Linked DNA regions of Sus scrofa: regions 1, 3 and 4 are each linked to region 2. The links are chromatin contacts, called in public HiChIP or PLAC-seq and promoter capture Hi-C maps. All regions are on one chromosome and are shown on one strand. Each heading gives the region's core, a stretch centred on a gene start, on an enhancer-like site or on the middle of the called end of the contact. The rest is flanking DNA. Distances are from core to core; before and after follow the strand shown. Region 1 overlaps XXYLT1 (xyloside xylosyltransferase 1). Region 2 overlaps LSG1 (large subunit GTPase 1 homolog). Region 3 overlaps XXYLT1 (xyloside xylosyltransferase 1). Region 4 has its middle 250 kb from the start of FAM43A.

Region 1 (2,809 bases), core at 88-2,587, 440 kb after region 2:
TTCTCCTCATGACTTTGTGACGTAGGTGACAACAATCATGGCCAACACGTATGACACAGCGCATGTCAGCATGTTCTAGGTGCTTCACTAACTTGAATTCATTTACTCGTCGTGAGCTTGTGACTTAGGCACTATTATTATCTTCATTTTATAGGTGAGGAACCTGCACCTTACAGACATTAAGGAATTTAGCAAAGCCACTCACCGAGTAAGTGAAGCCTGGGTTCAAAGGCAGGCAGAGCCCCTCTAATGATACCATCCTCACCACACCTCAGGGGACAAACCCCCAAGGAACATCCCACCTAGACAAGCACAGCCCCGAGATCCACGCTGCCCAGTCCTGCCGCCCCCTCCAGGGGCTCCTGGTTCATCGGGGGAGCCCAGATGCAGAAAAGACCCTTACACGGATAAGCTCCCACAGAGCAGTCTGCGTGACCTGAAAGGGCGCTTCAAACCAAATGTTCCAGACAGAGAAAGAGCAGGCTGGTTGAGGGGAATCAAAAAGGGCCCAGGGAAAGAGAGATCAGCAGCAAGGATATGGTACACAGCACAGGGAATTATAGCCATTATCTTGTAATAGCCAATGATGGAGTATAATCTGCAAAAATACTGAATCACTATGCCAGACACCTGAACCTAATATAATATCGTCAATCAGCTGTACTTCGATTTCAAAAAAGAAAGGCCCTGTGGGGAGCACAGCCTCAGCAAAGAATGAGGAGGAAGGACCGAGAGGCCCGGAGCCCAGCATGGGGGCAGCGGAGGGACAGACAGGGTGCTCCAGGGCCTGGAGGTGACAAAGAATGGCGTAGGAGACAAATATTGGGAGTCCACGCATCTGAACCACCTAGAACAGGCAAATTCACAGAGACAGAAAGTGGACTAGAGGGTCCGAGGGGCGGAGGGAAGGGGAGTGAGGAGCTATTGCTTAACCAGTACAGAGTTTCTGTTTGGGGTTATGAAAATATTCCAGAAATAGATAGTGGTGATGGTTGCACAACCCTGAGAATGGAATTAATGCCAATGACTACACAAACGTTAATGTGGCAGATTTTGTTACCGATATTCTCACACACACACACACACACACACACACACACACACGCCCAAACCTTGGCAAGGCCCTGGGAGTTGCCCTCTCACTGGGCTGGGCTGGCCGGTTGCTGAGCCCAGGTGCCAGGGAAGATGCATTCTTTCCCTTCGCATCTGAGCACCGGAGCCCTGGTGTCTGGTGACAGAATTGGCAGGGGATTGTTGCCTGCAGCGTCACTCCTGCCTGTAGCCCCAACACCCGCAGCTCATGGGACCCCACCCTGGGCCTCTCCCTCAGGCTGCCCATCTCCAAGCTGCCTCCAGGCCGTCGGCCCTGCAGGGCGGTGGCTTTCTCTCTCTCACTGCTTCCAGCTCTGCAATCACAATCCATCTGGTTTCCAAAGCTGCAGATGCCAAAGGAAAAGCCGTGGCAGTGGTGGACTGTGTAATTAACGTGGAATGTTCCGAGAGAACAGAGGACACAGGGGACAGAGGTCAGGCTCTCAAACAACACCCGCTTTCTGCTAAAGGAGGACTATTTTTTTTCCTCTCCTTCTCCCTTCCCGGGAGATGAAACAATAAACCGCAGAGAGTTAAAGAGATAAACCTGTTCTATTTCACACGTATGAAGCAGGCCCTGGTGCAGGGGTGGGGATACTAAGGGCAGTAGCTGGACAGACGGTGCTCTGCCCCCATCACCACCCCGCCTTGCGACCACAGAGGCTAGTCTGCATACACACACACACACCGTTGAAGCACCTGTCACCCCAGCAAGGCCACCATTGAACTGTCAGTCTGCATGTGCCAAGTCGTCAGAAGGAAAGTCCATTTAAAAATAATAATAATAAACTGGCCCACAAGCCCCTTTCCCTGTAAAACTAAGCAAAGACAGAACTACAAGATAAAGAATTAAATGCACTAATTATATTTGAAATCCTGTTCAGTATAGAGGCTCTTAAGAAAAAATTGTTTTTCAAGTGTAATATTTGGGATCTGTTTATCACTAGGCTCAGAAAAGGGGGGGCAAAAAAAAGTCTCCCTATCTACACTCAAAAAAACGAAGCCAGATTAAATAAAGTACCATAATAACTGTTCAGAAGAAAAGTCTGGTAGAATCTAGAACTTGCAGGTTCCAGGAGAATTTGGAATGAATCTCCCCATCGCTTTTGCTTCCACTGCTTCATACAACAGGCTATAATCACTCTACAACAAGTGGTCCAGCCCCACTCATCCTCCCTTCCCCGCCTAGCCTATGGACATCTGATGGACAGGTGGACAGGGCTGGTTTCCTACTCATATCTGAATCTTGGGTCAGCAACCGGCTTGGGGTTTTGCTCAGAAAGTGCGACCTGTTCGCATACATGGAAGTGCGTCACAGCTCGGCATCTTGACCAGCCAGATAACAAGACAGCATGATTTGGCTAGGATGGGGTTGGGGTGTGACCCCTCTCCTGGAAGGCAGAGGTCTACAGAGTCGTCTACGTTGACATTAGGGTGACATCACGCCCTCACTGCCTAGAGAAGGAACTGCAGCTCCTCGGCACAACACGTGGACCCCACGATCCAGCCCCTGCCCCACCACATCCTCCTCTGCTCCCCAGCCCTGCCCCGTGTGCACACCCAGCCCGGAGCTGCTGGAGTCCCCGCATGTGCCACCTGCCATGACCACCCGCCGTGCTGCTGTTCCTCTTGGGCACAGCGTCCTTACCCCCCAAGTCTACCAGAGACGTCTCTTCATTCAAACCCAGCCCAGAGGCGGCGTCCTCGGTGTACTTCT
Region 2 (3,151 bases), core at 196-2,695:
TCTTCTGCAGGAAAAATCTGCCTACTTTCCACCCATTGAACTGAATTCCAAACACAAACCACAGTGTGATAAGATAAACACCATCCTAAGCTATATGCTCTGTACAGGTACAAAGAAATGAAAAAACTGAAGGTTAGAAGGTTAGGCGGTTTGTCCAAGACCAAGGAATCAACAAAAACCGGAACTAAGGATGAGAATTCATTATCGAATTTCCCATTACTTTTTAAATGGTACATTAACAAGTTGCTTCAAAATCAATTAAAATTATCCGTAATCTAAAATCGAGGAGTTCCCGGCATGGGTAAGAGGTAATGAACCTGACTAGTGTCCACGAAGATGTGGATCGTTCCCTGGCTTTGCTCAGGGGGTTAAGGATGCAGCGATGCCATGAGCTGTGCTGTAGGTCACAGATGGGGCTTGGATCCTGGCAGCTGCAGCTCTGATTGAACCCCTAGCCTGGGCACCTCCATATGCTGCAGGTGCAGCCCTAAAAAGCAAAAAAATAAAACAAGCAAAAATAAATAAACTCCAGAGTAACTCTGACTCTCTCATAAATATGCTAAAATCCAGAGCATATTGATGAGCTCTGTATGCTGTTTACTCTGCAGATTACAGATGGAAGTTAGTGTGATGTGCACGTGGATAATTAGGGGCATTTTTGACTCCCCAAAGATTCTTACTGAGAACTTAGCGAGTTCTCAAATAAGTGGGAGAATGAATGCCAAGATGACGAACACAAGTCAAGCTTCATCCCGTTTTCAAGGATCCCCAAAGTATGATCGTTCCCAGGCCCAGGGAACTATTAAGCCCGCCAAATTTTGAAGATAGATCGTTCATCTATGAGTGAAGCCCCTAGGGAATAAAAGGGGCGAAGCAGTTATTTTGTACTTCTGGCACCAACCAGCAGCTCTTGCAGGGTCAATTCTTTGAACAAATGAATACAAAAAGCAGTTTTTGCGACTTTTCTGTGCAGGCTTCCAAAGTTTACAGGGCAAAAACCAAACTCTTACCCTGGCATTCAAGATCTCACTCCAACCTCATCACACTAGACGCCACCTCTGGTGCCTAGCTACTACGGCCTGGTCGACTCTAAGGGACTTGAGTATTTGCGCATTTTGGTAGCCGCTGGGGCAGAGGGGGGCGTTTACCTGAAGTTACCGGAGGACGACAGTACTCATCCTTCAAAACAGTACTTTGGCGTTTCCTCTGGAAAATTACACTGTGACCTCTGACCCCAAGCTTCGCAGGGTTCACACTCTCATAACTAGACAGAAAGACTAAAAAAGATGGCAGGGTCCGTCTTACCCAGGCGTCGGTGTGACGATGGCTACGGCTCCGCTGAACTTGCTGACGGATAAGGGCCCGGCCGAGGGACCCAGCATCTGGCGCTCTCCTCCGACCCATTAGAGCGCAGCCGGGACGCCAACCTTCTTTGCCGGACCCACGCCTGGTTTTTTCGGTATTTAGGTGCGCGATCTCCGGAAGTGATGTATGAGCGAGCCCAAGTAATTAAGGCCCGAAGTTGAAGGGAAACATAATAATTTGTCTCAAATTGCCACTTATTTACCACTATGACAGAAAAAAATATAAAGTGGTCTTGGGACTTAAATTTCTATGTATATTCCTACCAATATCTCATATTTTGATACGTTGATTAAATCAAAAGGATGGTACCTTCCAAGTTTGTGCGTCGGTCTTTAGTGTCCGGTGTGAAACTAGGAGACGTGGAAAAAAGCGGCCGTTCATATTCGCGGTACTAGCTCCGCCTCCCGGCTGTTTCGTCAAAGGAGGAGGGGACCCGGGTGAAGGGTCCCCCCGCTGCGCTAGGGGGCGTTGCTTCCTGGCGCTAGATTTCTGTCCGTGTTCTAAGGTGTGGCCTCGCCGCCTTCACGCCCAGCAACTAAATAGCTTTTTGTTTACTTAGCTTTTCTGAACCGCGATTTGGAGAGAAGAGTCCCTGCCCGGATGGGAGTTCAGAATGGAAAGAGCTTGTCAAAGTTGCAAGGAAAGCCAAAGGGATTTGACCTAAATGCTTTTTTCAAGTAACTTTTTAAAAAAGTTTAAAAGTTAAACCTAGAATTGTATTTAAATTTTCCTGTAAATTAATATAAAGTGAAAACTGTGGCTGGGTTCCACTCTTTGCCACCTGACTTTTGTTCCTCATTTTATCGTTAGGTTTCCCTATGATGAGAATATAAAAAGTCCGGTTAGAGATGTGTGGGTGCTGGGCATTTAGTTCCATCCTCATCAATCAAAATTACCTCAATGTTGTGATGCTCAGAGACGAAGAAGCTTGGCAAGCCAGGGAAAATATTCGGGGTCAGGCATCAAACCCAAGTCTCATTATTTTATTCATTCCTGGGGAAAGGGGAGAACGAGGGCTGTTAGCAAGAATTTTAGAGGCCAGTTCTTCTCAAACTTTGATGTGCATGTGAAGCCCCCTTGGGATCTTATTAGTGCCGGTTCTGATTGATAAGGTCTAGGGTGGGGCGGGCACTCTACTCTTTAAGGTGATGCTGATGATGCTGGTCTGGTGGAAGGCCACTCTGAATAGCAAGAGAAGCCCACTTCCTTCTGGTGCAGATGAAAGCCCTGAAGTGGACTGGGTAAAGTCAGTCCCAGCAAGTTTGGGTCAGACAGAGCTGGGACAACATTCTCCCCTCATCTCTGCATCCTTGCTAAGCCCCACTGTATGCTACCCCTCACTAATGACTTCTGCTGAATTGGAGTGAACTCTGAGAAACCCCCAAAGGACTGTCGACAGTTCATGTAGCAGTTGGCAAGGCTTTGGGAAGGCAGTGCTCGCAGGTGAGAGAAGAAATGCATCAAAACATGGTTTCTCCCATTTCCCAACCTAGGAACAGTATATCTTTAAAAAACCTGAATGTAATCTCCACAAGTAAGATACGGAGAAGACCCATGGAAGAGAATTAGCAATTTCTGTCATTGTCTTGGAATTAAGTATTTAAACATAAAACTAACTCATAAAGTAAGATTCAATGCATTGTATAGTCTAGTCATAATAATAATAATAATATATGATATAAAGACCCCTGCTCTCTCCTTCTTAGATGTCAGTCAGAAACTTATGACTTAGCTTTCATTTCCTTTTCCAGATTTTGTCACCTTCAGAGACTTAGGGAAAAAAAAA
Region 3 (2,935 bases), core at 130-2,629, 500 kb after region 2:
TGTTTCCAGCAGTGTCTGTGCATTACTGGTGACTTAGAGGCCAAGGAAACCTCATTCATCACCAGACTGGCAAGTTAAAGCTATATCTTTTTTTTTTTTTTTTTAGGGCCACACTTGTGGCATATGATGGTTCCCAGGCTAGGAGTCCAATCGGAAGTACAGCCGCTGGCGTACACCACAGCCACAGCAATGCAGGATCCAAGCCGCATCTGTGACCTACACCACAGCTCACAGCAGTGCTGGATCCTTAACCCACTGAGGGGAGCCAGGGATTGAACCCACGTCCTCATGGATACTAGTTGGATTCGCTTCCACTGAGCCAAGACAGGAGCTCCCAAGTTAAAGCTATATCTTCATACCTCTTCTGTTAAGGCAAAGCCCCAGATTTTAAAATCCTGAGTTGATCCAGAACCAACAACCCAAATGGCTGGCCTTTCCACAAGAAAAAAATGTCACAAACTCCCCGACATGAATGAGGTAACATGGACCATTTTGGTGCAAGCCCACTTCCCATACTAGTAGCCGTAAGCAGTAAGCACAAATGTGGCCCTGAGATATTCAGGGCAAGACTGCAGACTCCCAATCCCAGTTAACCAGGGATGAAGGAGAGGTGGCTGGGGGGAGCAGTGTCCTGAGGCTGCCCGCCAGCTGCTGCCACATACCTGTACACGGGCTGCATCTCCCTTGCTATGCCAATGACAGCACCTGGCAGGAAGTTGTCAAACTCCTCAAACAATTCCCGGATGTTGGTCTTGTACTTTAGGTCTAGGTCCAGCTGAATTATCCGCAGGATCTCTGGAGGAAAGAAAAGGACAACAATGACATAGACACACATCCTCAGAGGCTCAGTCAATGATAGAAGATAAGGAGGAGGGTGCAGAAAAGCGTTCTAGATTATGCTTGCTGGCACCAAATAATGCAGAGACACTGCTGGAAACAAAGGCCCTTCATCGACCAGCAACCTCCCTCCCATTCACAAAAAGCCTTCGTGGAAAACACTGGCCCGGTAGCTTTACTTCCAAATGCAGACACGTGTTTTCTATAAAGCTAGGCAACCAGGTCGCCCAGTTTAGGCCACTGTCCTTGTCAGGAGAGCACCATTTCTTCTCAAAAGTATCTGATTTAGATGATACGGTACCTGCACACCATACTTAAAATTCAAAGCATACAGGTGTTGGGGGAGGCAGGTAGTAAATGACCCACAGAGAAGGGGAGTAAAAACTGCTGTCACTTCAGGTTCTTGTTAATATTTCTGCAAACCTAGATATACGTGGAGCTGGGATGCTGACCCAGAGAGATCCAGCTAAGAGACCTCAGATGCTGTTAGGTATATTTAATCCACTGTCTGAAAGACTAACTGAGCTATAATTAGGCAGACTGAGTCTCACAGTTACCGGCTCCGAAGAGTTGTTTGCTTCCTCTGCCTCCAGATGAGTCAGGGGTGAGAAGGGAGGAGAGAATGTTGAGTTGGTTCTCCATTCTTCACCCAACCAGCCTGTCTGAGCTCCTGGGCTGGCAGTGCCATCAGGGGACCCAACAACAGGAGGATGGGGCCCTGCCCTCAGGGAGAAACACACAGGCGACTAGAAACAGCGGGGCACCCAGAGCTGATGTGAAGCGGAAGAGGGGCGGCTCGGGGCTCAGTGGTGAAGGAGGGTAAGTACTCGGTACTCAGAGAAGCCCTGGCCTGGGCATCAGAGCATGTGGTACAGATTCCGATTTTGCTGCTGACTGATTCTGTGACTCGAGGGAAATTGCTTCCTTCTCTAAACCTCAGTTGTTTCATTTGTTAAAGTGTAGCTGAGGCAGTTCTGGTCGTGGCGCAGCAGAAATGAATCCAACTAGAAACGATGAGATTGCAGGTTCGATCCCTAGGCTCACTCAGTGGGCTAAGGATCTGGCATTGCCATGAACTGTGGTGTAGGTCACAGACACGGCTCGGATCTGGCATTGCTGTGGCTGTGGTGTAGGCCGGCAGCTATAGCTCCGATTGGACCCCTAGCCTGGGAACTTTCATATGCCATGGGTGCAGCCCTAAAAAAGCAAAAAAAAAAAAAAAAAAAAAAAAATGTGCGGCTGAGACTTGTGCCTGGTGAGCCTGTGATCCTAGATGACAAGTGGGAACATCTTATTCATCTGAGCTATGGGCACCACAGGAACCCAGGGTCTGGAGAGTAGGGGACTCACTAGAATTTGAGGCAGTCAAGGAAGACTTAACAAAGAGGGGGACTGGGGCAGGCAAGGAGCAGTGAAATACCATGTCATCCACCCAGAAGGCTGGGCTCCCCCCTCGGCTCCCCACCAGCATTTCATGTGGACCCAGCACACAGAGCACAATGCTGTCAGGACCAGCTGCCCACAGAAGCCCCCTGAAGCCAGGGACCCCATCTCTGGCATCTTGGCCTCCATCCACTCATAGTGCGGGGCCTGGCATTCAGTAAACACTCAGGAACATCTGTGGAATTCTACAACCTTTCTCTAGATTCGTTTATGAAGAAATCACAGCTTATGATTCAAGAAAAACTGACTCATTTGTTCCTGTTCTGTTTTCCTTGGTGACACAGAAACAAATCATTAGCTGACATCCTATATCAGTTTTCTGCAAAAAATAAGTAAATAAATAAGTGCCAGTAAGCGAGAATCCAGCTGCCCAGGCCAGAGGCAAGTGAGAGGGAAGCAGGTGGCTTCCGGGGTCCCTGTGGGAAGAGGAGTGGAGGAGAATGGGTGCCCAGGCCAGCGGGGCCCCAGCTGCCAGCCTTCACATTGCCCACCCCACACATAAATGTGAGCAAAATTGCTGCTTTCCCTTCTGCACGGAAGACAACAATCACAACCACCGAGAAAGGAGGAAGGGTGATAACCTGAGAGCCTGGAGGTCGGGGAGCCCTCGTGGTGACCTGGCTGTCTCTCAGAAAGCTGCCCTAAACCAGGAAGG
Region 4 (2,778 bases), core at 277-2,776, 260 kb after region 2:
CCTGCCTGCCAGGGCCCCTCACTGGGAAATGTCCCATCTTCCACCACTCACGCCTCTGCCTCAGCTCACAGCCGTGATCTAGGGCCACGCTGCCACAGGAGGCCCTCCTAATCCTCACCCAGCCTTGACCTTGGTCTCCAGATATACCCCTCTTCCCCATATTCTTTGGGCAGAACATCACCAGAGAAAAATTGGACACAGCCTCTACCTTAAAGAACTTGAGGTTAGTGAGAAAGAGAAGCTTACACACAGAAACCTTTAACACAGGCCAGAATGTGGTCAGGGCTCTAATGCAGCTAGAGCTACCCTTTGTCATTGGCGTGTTTTCTCTGTATCGGTCACTGGCCTAATCCCATTGCCTACATGGCCACACCAAGTCTTTATGGGCCCTTTACCCCCATGGGGACTGTTGCCCCTGTGGAAGCAGCTGGAGGCTGGGAGGCTCAGGCCTTCACCTGAGAGGTCGGGCTCAAACACTCAAGGGATCTGGAATTCACTGGGAGCCCCCTATTCTCCTGCTTCCTTAGGGTAGACGCAGAGCCCCTTTCCCTCCTGCCTTCTCTCCTCCTTTGCTCCCCACGCCACACCACAGGGGCTTGCTTCATCCTGCAGCTGTCCCACAGCCCTGCTCAGCAAGTCCCAGTTGTCCTGAATGTTTACTTTCCTCTGAGCTACACAGATCTCTGTCTTGCTAGTCTTGACTGCTTTTCAAAGCCTAAATACGATGTGAAATTGTCAGTCCTTTAAGAAGCAGGATGATGGGGAAGGGGGATTGGAGGAAGGAAGCTGGACATGGGATGGAGAGGACCAAGCTTGTCTCTTAGTGAAGAGATTAAAGGACTGAAGGGGGCTTTCTGGGGAAACTGGGGCTCAGGATGGTCCAATAACTTGCCCAAAGCCACAAACCTTGTTAGAAGTGGAGCTGGGACCTCATCAGAAAGTGAGTGAGGATGAGAAGAGGGTTGTGGGCATACCAACCAGGCTGCACAGAGCCTGCCCCGGGGTGTTCACAGTCAGTGTTCAATGCCCCATCCCTGCTTCACAGGACTCCAGGGAGAGCCTAGAATCACAGTCCGAGGGAAGACAGACAGGAACTGTAAAGGCTGGACAGGCAGGGCTGGAGCTGCCCCAGGACCCACTGGCCCCTTGACCTCCTGCGGTACATTTCAGCATTATGAACACAGTAGGGCAGGATCCCCCCAGGCAGGGTACCAGACCCTGAGAAGGACACAGATAGATCAGTCATGCCCCTGACCTCCAGAAGTCCACAGCCTCCTGAGGGAGACAGACTGCTGCTCTGAAGGCCACACCAACCAGAACCCCTGCAGTAAGACATCAGGGTCAATTACCAAGTCACTGTGTCTGTGCTGGGCTGGAGCTGGGATTCCATACTCACCCTTGGCTTTGCAGGCTGGCGCTGTTAGCTCTGCTGATAGGGGGCGCAAGAGGGAGTCTACAGGCTGGAGGCGGGAGAGCCTGCTCGCTCTTTCCTGTTTGTTCCCCGTCTGCTTCCTGTGGGCTTCCTGTCTCTGTGAGCACCATCCCAGCACAATTTTTCCCTTGGCCCAAGACCGGGCCAAACTGGAGCAGCAGCTGACTCCAGTTTGCAGCTTTTCCAGCTCCTGTAGAACCTGTTTCACCCCACCCTGCCCCCCAAGGACACTGTCCACAGCCAGCTGGCGCCCCTGCTGGGAGTCTGGGCCCAGGCACAGGCCCCTCCCTCCTCCCAAGACTGAGTTCCAGCTCTGCAGGGCTCCTCCCTGTGCTTCTAAATGTTCCCTTTGCTCCCTCAGCCAGGGGAAAGTGGCTGCTTCCTAAAGTTTGTACCTCTGTCCCACCTTAGAGGTCTCCTTTTACCCTTGGGTTATCTAGTTAATAACTGGTTCTTTCTATTACATTTTCTCTATTCTGGTTACTGGACACTGACTGTTACCATATCTTTAATGGCTTCCTATTGCTTTGATCTCTCACAGTATCTGATCCCCCCCATCTGATAACATTGCCCCCTCATTTACTAACCGCTCTTCCCACCTGACCTGTTTCTATAGAATTCTATTTGACTGCCAATGGCAGTACCCTGTTGCCCTAACCTGGCCTGGATATGGTGTTGGTCCCAGATATGGGCATGTGGCCTAAGACAGCTGATGAGAACCTTCCCCTGGGACTTGTAGACAGCAAGGTCTCTCTCCTCTAGGGCCACTAACTGAAGTAGATTCAATTGGCTTGTCTGCAGCCTTGCCTCTCCTCTTTCCCCCACCCTCCACCCCATGCCAAATATTTCTATTTGTGGTAGAAAAAAAAAAAAAATGAAGACAACTCACAAAGAGAGAAAAGTGATTGAGTGTTGGTGAGAGACCTGACCACATCGCTGAGTCCTCAATCCAGAGGTGCCCCTTGTCCACTCCACTCATCTTGCCCAGTTTCCTGAGCCCACGGTTTTCCTTTGTGTGTAAGCGAGTGTGAGCTGGGTTTCTGTCACGTTTACCTGCAAGAGCCCTGACTAATATGGCTGAGGCGAAACTCCTCAGAACTGAGTTGTCTGGCATCAAGGTGAGTCAGGACCTCATGTAGTCAAATTCCCTACCAGGTCCGGCAACCCCCCTGCAACGTCTCCACCCCACCACAGACATGGGAAGACAGCTCACAGGTTCCTCTGGACAGACGCAAAGAAGCTCTAGAGAGAAAAACTAACCAGAGCATAAAAGGAGCTGATGGAGCTCCTGTTTATGAAAGTGCCTAGTTGTTCAATCGACCGTAGCTGAGCGGGACCAAGTTGAA

What was found. Promoter capture Hi-C pulls out the DNA fragments that hold promoters and counts their contacts. HiChIP or PLAC-seq counts read pairs in DNA pulled down with a chosen protein or histone mark.
Region 1: a contact with region 2 is called in a promoter capture Hi-C map of liver, with 7 times the contacts expected there. The contact joins two enhancer-like sites. A contact is called at or near these places in 3 of 5 promoter capture datasets (liver and skeletal muscle), 19 of 47 Hi-C or Micro-C datasets (adipose tissue, blood, embryonic fibroblasts and 8 more) and 2 of 2 datasets of contacts at active chromatin or transcription factors (alveolar macrophages and skeletal muscle).
Region 3: an H3K27ac HiChIP or PLAC-seq map of alveolar macrophages shows a contact between it and region 2. The contact joins two enhancer-like sites. A contact is called at or near these places in 2 of 5 promoter capture datasets (fetal liver and fetal skeletal muscle) and 2 of 2 datasets of contacts at active chromatin or transcription factors (alveolar macrophages and skeletal muscle).
Region 4: an H3K27ac HiChIP or PLAC-seq map of alveolar macrophages shows a contact between it and region 2. The contact joins two enhancer-like sites. A contact is called at or near these places in 1 of 47 Hi-C or Micro-C datasets (skeletal muscle) and 2 of 2 datasets of contacts at active chromatin or transcription factors (alveolar macrophages and skeletal muscle).

Annotation. Positions count from the first base shown.
Region 1 is chr13:132,092,319-132,095,127 of Sscrofa11.1, forward strand. All of the region lies in intron 3 of XXYLT1 (xyloside xylosyltransferase 1), which reads right to left. Among named protein-coding and RNA genes, the nearest start is that of XXYLT1, 180 kb to the right of the region's middle. Within about 2 kb of position 1,338, at least 19 of the 83 cell types and tissues checked have an H3K27ac peak or open chromatin away from gene starts, as enhancers often do. A contact at or near this core is called in adipose tissue, embryonic fibroblasts, liver and 4 more, where this site is marked.
Region 2 is chr13:131,647,811-131,650,961 of Sscrofa11.1, forward strand. It overlaps LSG1 (large subunit GTPase 1 homolog), which reads right to left. Exons shown (of 16, transcript XM_021070074.1): 2 at 1,306-2,358. The coding sequence starts at 1,404. Among named protein-coding and RNA genes, the nearest start is that of LSG1, 4.5 kb to the right of the region's middle. Within about 2 kb of position 1,446, at least 79 of the 83 cell types and tissues checked have an H3K27ac peak or open chromatin away from gene starts, as enhancers often do. A contact at or near this core is called in adipose tissue, alveolar macrophages, embryonic fibroblasts and 5 more, where this site is marked.
Region 3 is chr13:132,147,867-132,150,801 of Sscrofa11.1, forward strand. XXYLT1 (xyloside xylosyltransferase 1) reads right to left here. Exons shown (of 4, transcript XM_021070076.1): 3 at 663-795. Among named protein-coding and RNA genes, the nearest start is that of XXYLT1, 120 kb to the right of the region's middle. Within about 2 kb of position 1,380, at least 5 of the 83 cell types and tissues checked have an H3K27ac peak or open chromatin away from gene starts, as enhancers often do. A contact at or near this core is called in alveolar macrophages and skeletal muscle, where this site is marked.
Region 4 is chr13:131,909,300-131,912,077 of Sscrofa11.1, forward strand. No RefSeq gene overlaps it. Among named protein-coding and RNA genes, the nearest start is that of FAM43A, 250 kb to the left of the region's middle. Within about 2 kb of position 1,527, at least 16 of the 83 cell types and tissues checked have an H3K27ac peak or open chromatin away from gene starts, as enhancers often do. A contact at or near this core is called in alveolar macrophages and skeletal muscle, where this site is marked.